Regions from separate parts of the Mus musculus genome. Here regions 1 and 3 are each linked to region 2. Evidence: chromatin contacts called from public promoter capture Hi-C data. All regions are on one chromosome and are shown on one strand. The core of a region is the stretch at or near the end of the contact, and the rest is flanking DNA. Distances in the headings are between cores, read along the strand shown. Region 1 holds the start of Serpinb1b (serine (or cysteine) peptidase inhibitor, clade B, member 1b). Region 2 holds the start of Ripk1 (receptor (TNFRSF)-interacting serine-threonine kinase 1). Region 3 overlaps Pxdc1 (PX domain containing 1).

What was found. Promoter capture Hi-C pulls out the DNA fragments that hold promoters and counts their contacts.
Region 1: a contact with region 2 is called in a promoter capture Hi-C map of hippocampal neurons, with 5 times the contacts expected there. The contact joins the promoter of Serpinb1b here to the promoter of Ripk1 in region 2. A contact is called at or near these places in 8 of 39 promoter capture datasets (the 3T3-L1 cell line, 3T3-L1-derived adipocytes, embryonic stem cells and 4 more), 1 of 15 datasets of contacts at CTCF or cohesin (large pre-B cells), 1 of 484 Hi-C or Micro-C datasets (Th1 cells) and 2 of 115 datasets of contacts at active chromatin or transcription factors (the 230-238 cell line and large pre-B cells).
Region 3: a promoter capture Hi-C map of hippocampal neurons shows a contact between it and region 2, with 3 times the contacts expected there. The contact joins the enhancer-like site here to the promoter of Ripk1 in region 2. A contact is called at or near these places in 7 of 39 promoter capture datasets (HPC-7-derived erythroid cells, cranial neural crest, frontonasal cranial neural crest and 4 more), 2 of 115 datasets of contacts at active chromatin or transcription factors (astrocytes and large pre-B cells) and 1 of 9 other capture datasets (liver).

What each region holds. Positions count from the first base shown.
Region 1 is chr13:33,082,593-33,085,733 of GRCm38.p6, reverse strand. It overlaps Serpinb1b (serine (or cysteine) peptidase inhibitor, clade B, member 1b), which reads right to left and starts at 1,631. Exons shown (of 7, transcript NM_173052.2): 1 at 1,517-1,631; 2 at 281-456. The coding sequence starts at 448.
Region 2 is chr13:34,000,520-34,003,844 of GRCm38.p6, reverse strand. It overlaps Ripk1 (receptor (TNFRSF)-interacting serine-threonine kinase 1), which reads right to left and starts at 1,482. Exons shown (of 11, transcript NM_001359997.1): 1 at 1,139-1,482. It also overlaps a transcript of Serpinb6a not described here.
Region 3 is chr13:34,634,505-34,637,499 of GRCm38.p6, reverse strand. All of the region lies in intron 3 of Pxdc1 (PX domain containing 1), which reads left to right. Among named protein-coding and RNA genes, the nearest start is that of Pxdc1, 17 kb to the left of the region's middle. Within about 2 kb of position 1,304, at least 17 of the 459 cell types and tissues checked have an H3K27ac peak or open chromatin away from gene starts, as enhancers often do. A contact at or near this core is called in hippocampal neurons and liver, where this site is marked.

The sequences.
Region 1 (3,141 bases), core at 382-2,881, 920 kb after region 2:
TACACAATTTACTCATGGAAGTAGGAGGCACTCAAAGCCCACAGGTCTTGTCCTTGTTTTTCTTCACTCTGTTTCCCCAAGTGAACAGAGACACTACCCTATGTTCACTCGAAGCTGCCGGTGAATGAATAACTGAAGGTTTTTGGGGGGTTGGGGTGGTGCGGGCAGTGATGGAAGGAGCAGAGGGATTAGGAGGAGGGGAGGGCTTTTGTGAAAGTCTGACTGCACCATGTCAGCAGAGATATGGCAGGGAGAGCTGGCCAGTTTGGCCTCTGCTAACCTTAGAGAGCTGGGCTGCAGTGCTGCCTTTGGCTCCCAGAAAGACCATGGCCAAGGAAGAAGAAATACTAAATGGAGAGAAGAAGATGTTTCCTGTGGGGCTGCTTTCCTTCAGTGTGTGGAACAGCTCCAAGGTGAAGAGGGTGTTCGCTGAACTCAGCTGCTCCATGGTGAAGGCTGCAACAGACAGGAGATCAGCTTTGCCAGCTACAACACTACCAACACCTATCACAGCTTTGCCACCCACCCCTAGCACCTGCAGTAGGTTAATCCGGCTCCCTCCAATTTTTCCAAAGAGGCAAGAATACTCCTCTAGGCACACAAAGCTGGGGCCAGATATGAGCAGTGACATGGCCCAGGGCCAAGGTTGTCTTATGGCTCTAACTTTCTAGACAGGTGTGTCTTAGGAGAAATTATGCTGGTGGTCCTGGCACAGTGCCCACACTACACAGCCTTCTGTCTGGAGCTCACACATCTCTCTCCCTGTGGGATGTCAGGTTCGAATTCATCTGTGCAATGAATCCAGAAAACCATATGGACCTACTCTGCATACAGGAGAATTCTCGTAAGATAACAATGTTATCATATTAGTTCTCAGTGGTTACAGTCCTCCATGCCTGAGGTCAAGGCTTTAGTCTCAGCTGGAATGAAATATGCAAATTTGGGTTTGCCACTCACTCTCCCTAGTCAGGCTATGGGTGACAGGGAAGAGAGACACTCTCCTGTGTCTATTTGGAAGGAAGCTGGTCCCTGAAGTGGGTAAGCAAGTCCTGCTTGGGACTCACTCCTAATCCATCTGGATCCTAAACTCAGAACTCCAGTTTGTCCAAGTACAGGCCATTCACAGCTGTGTATCTGTGGATGTTTAGCTACCAGGGCTACATCCAGTTATCATTTTTGAGGATCTAGGATCTCACCAGCTTCCTTCCCAACCTCCATCCCTGCAGCCAGGATTGAAGCTATGGAGCAGCAGGGCACTGTCCTCTCAGATAGAGGTTCAAAAAGCAAGCTGAGGGGAAAAACAAAAGCAAAACCATGACTGGGACAGCCTTCCTTCCTCTGGCCAAAGGCTTGGCTTTGGATGTGGCTGGGGAACCACATCGCCTTTCTTGGTCTGGTGTCACAACTAGGGTGAGGGTGAGGCATGGGGAGAGCATGCAGGTCCCAGGAGGACGTGCAGAGAGGTCTCCCACCCTCTTGCCAACCACCTTCCTGGGATGCTGCCCATGGCCCTTACCTCCTCTGTAGCAGCTCTGGCTCCACTTGCTAGAGACCTAGGAAGAAGCTCCCAAGGCCAGCTGCAGCCTTGACTCTGAAAGGAGAGTGTCTTACTGGCAAGCACAAGCTGGGAAGAGAGCTTTTTCTCCCCTGGTGAGTACTTAAAACTGTGCTTGCATGACTGACAAAATGAAAGCAGAAGATTGCAAGCGCCCACAGGGATCCATGTTCCTCCATTCCAGGCTATGCTCTACTTCTCCAAGCAGAGTACTTGATAAATTACTCCTTCCTGAGCTGTGAAAAGCCGAGAGGAAAAACATTCTCATTACCAATCAAATGATTCCTTTTTGAATTCCACTGAAAGACTGCAAAAATGCTAGAGATCCTTTTTTGTAAGGTGTGTGCATGGGGGTGTAGAGGCACCTTTGTGGCCCCTTGAATAAGGTCACAGTGCTCCAGTTTCTAGCTACACCTATGTATGAGAGAGAGAGAGAGAGAGAGAGAGAGAGAGAGAGAAGGAAGAGGAGGAGGAGGAAGAGGAAGAGGAAGAGGAGGAGGAGGAGGAGGAGGAGGAAAAAAAGTCCTTTATGTTGGGTTCCAAAGAAGCAACTGGCTAACTGTGGTACCTATTAGCACACCAAAATTCATTCTGGCTTCTATCTTCCATCAGTACCTGTAGCTCTTCTCAGTTTTTCTCACCTCTCCCCTGAACTAAACATCTCCTCCCTGGGGCCCTGGCTACTCTTCTGCAAGCTTCTCTTTCCTATGTAACCCTGCCATTTTTGGCCATTTGCTCTCTTGGCTATCTTGATTCTCTTCGCTCTTGGTCCCTTCTCCTGGTCCCCTCCCCTCTCACATCTTTTTCTCTCCTTTCCCCCATCACCTGGTGCAGTCTACTAACCATGTTTATCCCACATGGAACATGACCTCATCTCATTCACTTTACTGACCACTGCAGCCCAGTAAGGGTAATCACATTCTGTACAAACCTGACAGTTCTGGTAGTGTCTCCCATTACCATGAATGATCAGGTGGCCCTGCTAGTACTGAGTGGACTGAGCATCTGGAATCCCTGTTTCTTTTAGCCACCATTGGTATTCCTTAAAGGAAGGCGTCAGAGGAGGCTTCTTCACCAAGGCAGGGTCAGAGCTCCCATTTGGGCCACTGGAAGAACAGAGCTACAAGCAACCCCAAGATGTGTGCTCTAAAGAGCAGAGGTGGAAGAATGGCTGGCACACCAAAGCATGGTAGTCAGGAAGCTGTCCTGTCCAGCTCTACAGCCAAGCTTATTGTCCCTCAGCACTGCTGCAGGGCACTTCCTTCTGCTGCAAGTGCAGGGTTTGATGTGCATGCGCCCTAGTCAAATAGTGTCATCCCACTAGCAGGTCATTTGATGTACCATCTTCAGTTCCTGTTGGAGCCATGTTCTCTCCTTCAATAAAGCCATTGATGAGAGAGTACATAGTATGCAGACTTAACATGTTGCATGGGAGTGAGTTCAGTGTCATGGAAGGAAAATTACTGTTCCCAGCGAAGGAAGTCCCCTAAGATCTTAAAAGAACAACATTGTTCTTTTAAGGCTGGTCATGAATTCCCAATCTCCACTCAAATAACCAGTATATGTCCCCATTAGACATCAAGTTG
Region 2 (3,325 bases), core at 233-2,732:
CCTACTGGAGATATTAAGGAGACATTAACTAAGGTGTAATAGTACTGTGCCCAGTTTGTAAGTTGTTACCTTGGGCACATATCTTATTACAATCTTGAAAGCTTAACATTATGTGTAAGGCTCAAAGTAGCAAAGAATGAGAAAAATGGAAATTAAAGTTAAGAATTGTTACTACTGTTTTTGTCAGTCATACAAACAAAACATCCCAAATTTCATTTTCAATAAGACTAGTATATTTCTACATACAATACAGCTGTGATAGTTCACCTTTCTCACAAGCCTTAGTAGTATCTTTCCAGGGGCTACAGAATTACACAATTAAGTCATTGCATCCCAAAGTTCACTCTACCATCGAGTCTTCATGTGTTAAGAAAGAATACTTTCCTAAAGGTCTTTTGTGGAATTTCTTGATTAAAACAGCTTCAACTCTTTGCACAAAGTAAAAGAGCAAGAAAATCAAATGATCTGCAAGACACAAAGAATGAGTCACCCTGGGCTGCACCATCCATCCTCAGTGGGCTCTGTCCAACGCTTAGGTGAGGAGGATGTGGCTTATCTTTTTCACAACTCAGAAAAGGTCTGCAGCAACCCATAAATGCAAATGCTACTGAGGACCAGAGAAGCCTTGGATGTTTGACACTGGTCTCTCGTTGAGGTCGTAGATCACTCCTGATTTGCCAGCTCACCTCAAAAATAACGATGAAAGCTACCGACTGCTCTGCCACCTGCTGCCCCAAGACAACAGGAATAGACCCTTTTAAAGAGCTGGTAGGTCCAGGGTTGATAGGTTACATTTAGGTAGTCTTGTTGGGGTCCTAAAGCTTCAAGAAGCTGTCATTCCTACCAAAATAATCGTTCCATAGTCACTCTGTAACCATGGCTACGGCGCACCTTCAGTCTCGACTTGAGCTAAAACGACCTCAAGAAGAGTCCAACCTCCCGCTAGATGACAGCAAGTTCCGCGCTTTTCGATTTCCGGGAACGTTTGAAGTCCCGCCCGCCACCCGGCTTCCGGAAACAACGAGCCCCGCCCTCCGGTCCACGCGCAGAAATCGCGCGGCCTCCGCCCCTTCCGGGAAACCAGCTTCTGAGGAAACTAGCGGCGGCGCCCCTGGCCTCGACCCCCGCGCTGACTTACCTCAGAGGCCTTCCCGCGGCCAAGTACCCCGGCCTAGGTGAGGAAGGACGGGCGGTGGACGTCAGGAGCGGCGCCTCGCCGTGGCTGCCCGGCCGGGACGGCCCTGGGCCCTGACGAGGACCGGTCGGAGTTCGGTGCTGAAGTGGCGCCCAGCCACTCGCAGGTCCCCCACAGCCTGCCGCCTCCCGCCGCGTCCAGCTCGCACCTCCGCGGGTCCGCACCGCCGCTGGACTCCCGGGAGGTGAGCGGCACCGACACCCGCGCTCCCGAGGCCGTTCCGGGGGCCGCTGGTCCTCCTCTAAGGACTACTGGGGTGGTGCTAGGCTGCGGCCGCCCCTGTCTCCGCCTCTGCTCACGCCCCGGGGCTGTGTGCACGGGCGAGCGCCAGCCTCCCAGCTGGGCATTGAGCTCTACTGAGCATGCCAGGTTCGCAGCACGACCATCCCGGAGGCCCGCGGGCGGAAGGAATGGCACTTTTGCCTTGCTTTCTGAGCGAGTTCTGAGAGAGCCCTTAAAAAAAATAATACGGCGGTCATAGCTGCTATATGTCAGGGCGGAGACCGCTTGGCCCGCTAGATAGCGCTGTGTGCGACAGTGGCCTTTGCAAGCTTTGTGGGTTCAGAGGTGACACGGTGACAGAACCACTGGTAAATTATCGTTCGTCCACCACAGCAGCCTGTCGAGGAAGAAACGTGATTAATTTGTAGCCCTCGAAAATAGTAGTTGAAACCCCAAGCAGAAACTGTGTTGCTGCAGGTGTCATTAAGAAGAAAGTTGCACGATAGTCCAGTGATCCCTTATTGTCAAAAGATAAATATGACAAGACAGAGAGAGGGCCACAAAAGACACGATAAAGGAGTCTTATTAAACCATACACACGACCACTTTAAGAAAATTCACAGCCATTTTACCAGATACCTCACCATACAAATAAGCATTAAAAAGATGCTCAATGTCAAAGGACATTAGGGGAACTCAACTTTGATGTAGAGTACACATAAAATGCCCCCAAATCCCAAACATTCACCGATGTTAACAAAAACGTACACTAACTGAAAATCACATACATTCCTGCAAAGAATGCAAAACCTTTATGGTTACTGTATGATTTATCAGTTTCACATACAGGTATGTACCCAAATGAACATACATCTAGTGTATAAACACATGTACTTAAGTTGGGTTTTTTGTTTGTTTGTTTGTTTGGAGTTCTTTCCGGGTGGGATTGGGTGTGTGTGTGTGTGTGTGTGTGTGTGTATAAAACTCCACATATGGGAGGCCAGGAGCCCACCTCCAGTTAGCTCCTTCTTACAATGCATCTTTTTCTTTTCCATACAAGGTATTACTTTTACCTTTTGCTTGTGGAATGGACTAAGCTGTCTGGCCAAGGCAAGAGGCACCAGGGGTGTCTCCATGGCCAGTTTTGTTTGTTTGTTTCTGTATGAGTGCTGGGGATTGAACTCAGATCCATATGTTGCCATGGAAAGCACTTTGCTGAAGGAACCATGAGCTATCTTCTTCAGGTTCCTGTACATTGTTTTTCCTTAAGTTTTTTGTTTGTTTTATTTACGAGTGTGTATATAATAGAGTGCAGATTCTCCTAGAGGCCACAGAAAGGTATCAGGTCCCCTGAAGTTAGAGTTTACAGGTGAACTGTCTGGTGTGAGTCTGGGAACCAAACTTGGGGTCCTCTGCAAGAGCAGTATGTGCTTTTAACAGCTGACTCACACTTCCAGCTCCTGTATCTGAAAAATTTAAAGGTTTATTTGATATGTCTGAGTGCTTTGATTGCACGTTTGTGCACCACTTGCATGCCTGGCGTCCATGGAGGTCAGAAGAGGGCATGGGATCTCTTGGAATTGGAGTTATGGATAGTTGTGAGTCACCATATGAGTGCCAAGACCCAGGTCCTCTGCAAGAACAACTACTGAGCCATCTCTCCCATTACTGTATTTAACTTTTGCAGCAGCTTTTCATAATTGCCAAAACTTGAAAGCAAATAAGTTACATTTCAATAGCTCTAGTAAATCTACCACAATGGACTACTACCTAGCACTAAAATCAATTATAGAATTAAAAAAAAAAAGAATTTGGTGTGTTCTTGTGTTTTCTAAGAAAAAAAAAATCAATCTTAAAAAACTAAGTTACAGTGTATGACTTCAAAGATGACGTCCTCAGTGAGAAAAA
Region 3 (2,995 bases), core at 55-2,554, 630 kb before region 2:
GTTATTTTTACTTCCAAAGGAGTTAATTTGACATATTAGTTAGAATACTTAAGAAAGAATATAATGACGATGAAAATATTAGGGAGGCATTCTTTTAAACAATATTTATTATTTTAGTTTTGTGTCTGTATATGTGTTTTGTCTGCACGTCTGTAGCATGTATATTTACATGTGTGTGCCTGGTGTCCACAGAGGCTAAAGAAGGCACTGGAGCTCTCAGAACTGGAGTGGTAGACGGTTGTGAGCCACCAGGTGGGTGCTGGGAACTGAGTGTGGGTCTTCTGGAAGAACATCAAGTATTCTTAACTGCTGAGCGTATCTTCAGCCCCAGGAAAGCATTTCTGAGGTAATGACTGGAGTCAGTGGCCGACCTGCGGAAGTGAGGGAGCCCCTTTGAGGAGGTGTTGAATTTGGCTGTTGGCTTTAGGGAAGCTTTTAGCTTTGGTATTGTTGGCATTGACATTGTACTGAGCCTTCTAGCACTGAAAGTCAGCCACTGTAAGGGGAAGTCAACACCGTGAGGCCTACAGAGGAAGGAAGGGGCCCCATGGCCTGCTTGCTGTTTTCCTAAAAGCTGGCTATACTTGTCCAGATAATTGTTTTATTTTTTATTTTTTTATTTTTTCATTTCTTTGGGAGGCTAACCTTTAACTTACTATTTAGCGCAGGCTGGCCTTGAACTTACAACAGTCCTCCCTAACTATGTCAACCTCCTCAGTATTGGAATTATAGGCATACACCACTTGCGGGAGAACCCACGACCGTGAGTGCACAGGGTGGGTGGTCCATATGGGCTGTTCATTGTGTAGCAACTTCCTGGTTATCTTAGAGGAGAGCAGGCAGTTTAAGGGCCTAGGGGTCTTTTTTAAACTGGCATCTGAGCTCTAGAACCTTCTATTCAGCTGATTGCATGTAGTGAGGCAGTTTGTCTGGGTTGTCTGAACAATGGATGACTTTTGATCTTGTCATATCATATCCAGATCTTGGGGCTCCTCCACTGGACTCTGGTTATTGTTTGTGTTGTGACCCTCAAGGGTCACCAAGGCAAACCCTCCCTCCCACTTCATTCCCTCCAAGTCTTTCCATTTAAGAAACAGATGGCGATGGTGAAGACCTACACCGACCTTTCTCTTCTTCTCTTGGGGGATTTCTTCCTGCACTCTGGCATTTGGAGAGCCGGTGGGTGCCATGGAGTTGCCACAGATTCCCCTATCTGGGGATGCTGATTTATGGAGCCTGGGACTTGAGAGGCCTGTTTTTTCTCTTTGGATGTTGAGGCTGTAGGTGGTGAGGGCTCCACCAGATGGCAGCAGGCACTGGTTGTACTGAAGAAATCCTGTCAATATTCTAGTGCTTTGGCAAGGATAGCCACTCAGACTTAAGCATTCATTTCCTGTGTTGATCTAAATGTTTATCAAACCCAAGAGCACACGGATGCGGTGCAGCCATGACTACGTAGCACTAAGGAAACAGAGGTCTCAGGTCTCAGCTTCTCTGGGATATGCTAGTAGAACCCGTAGATTTCATCCACAGAAGTAAGTTGTTCCCATCAAGGTTTGATAGGGAATACTTTTTGTTGTTGTTCATTAATCCAGTATCCATTCGATCTTAGCCATAAGCTTTACTATATAGAGATAGACAGGTCATCTAGTTAACAAAAGGATATTGCTTAGGCTTTTGTTCTGTTGTTGGAGTAAACTGAAAATATAATGCTAGGGAGGACTTAGAAAGGAGGAAGGCGGTACTGTGAATGCTTCCGAGGCTGGTTAAAGACCTGCAGAAGAAAGGAATCAGGAAATTGATGACCTGAAGGGTTAATGACAGTTAGGAAAATCACCATTACAACACCATGTACACTAACTGGGAAATATTGCAAATTTTTTCCAGTGATGGAGATAAGCTAAGACCAATGGGGGAAGTTCAAGGAAAAACAGGGTTGTTTGCACAGTATTAAGACCTTGTTCTCTGAGATATTTGATAATGGCAAAGAGAAAGCAACCTACCCATCCCGGTTTAGCATCGCCAGTAGGCCTGTGCACACTGTTGCAACACACACATGCACACACGCATGCCCCATACTTCCACAGAGGGGCACTCAACATGCCTTGTGGGATTCTGCCCAGTGACATATCATCACCGAGTTTTAGCCACCTGGATATCCAGCTCCAAGGAAGAGTTGTGAAGTCGCTCACCTGAATTCCTCACAAGGCCTGCATGAGAAACACGGACAGACCAAAGCCATCAGAGTCAAGGAGATCCCGACAGCTCAGTGTAGCCAAGTTCTGGACTGCATCTGTAGCAGAAGAAAGTAGCAGTAGTGAGGCACTAGAGAAACCCCAATGAAGGGGCTTTACACTCAGTAGCATCATCCACTGGGTATTCCCTGAATGTGATGAGGGACCTTAACTGTACGAAGTATTGACAATAGGGGGGCTGCTATGGGTCATGTGGGAGTCCTGTCTGTGCCTTCATGGCTTACCTACAATTCTAAAATTAACTATAAATTAAGCATTACAGAATAGGAACATAGGAACATGAAAGCATCTTGCGGTCTAGAGAATGGCTCAGAGGCAGAACCATGCCTAGCAAGGCGAGACCTTGAGTTTGATCCTTGCACAGGGTGTGGGGTTAACCTGAAAATGAACTGTTTTCTAGAGTTAGGGATGTGGCCTAAAAAATTAAACCAGCTAGTGATTTTTTTTGCTGTGGGTTCTAAACTGACATGTGAGGAATTCGTATTTTAAGTTTGTTTGAAAATGGGCTGCAGGCACTGTAATATTTCTTTAATTATAACACTTTCTTCAGTTTCTTAATTATTATTCTTGTGTGACAACAGGTGGAAAATCATGAGCAAGTGTCATGGTAATAATGAGTATTATTTGAGACTTAAGTGTTTGTTAGAGTCTTCAGACAATCTTCCTGTTTAATGCAGCTGAGCCCTGTATAGAGGACAACCAAGCAGAACTAACCTGTTCTCCAGGCACAGGTAGCAGGA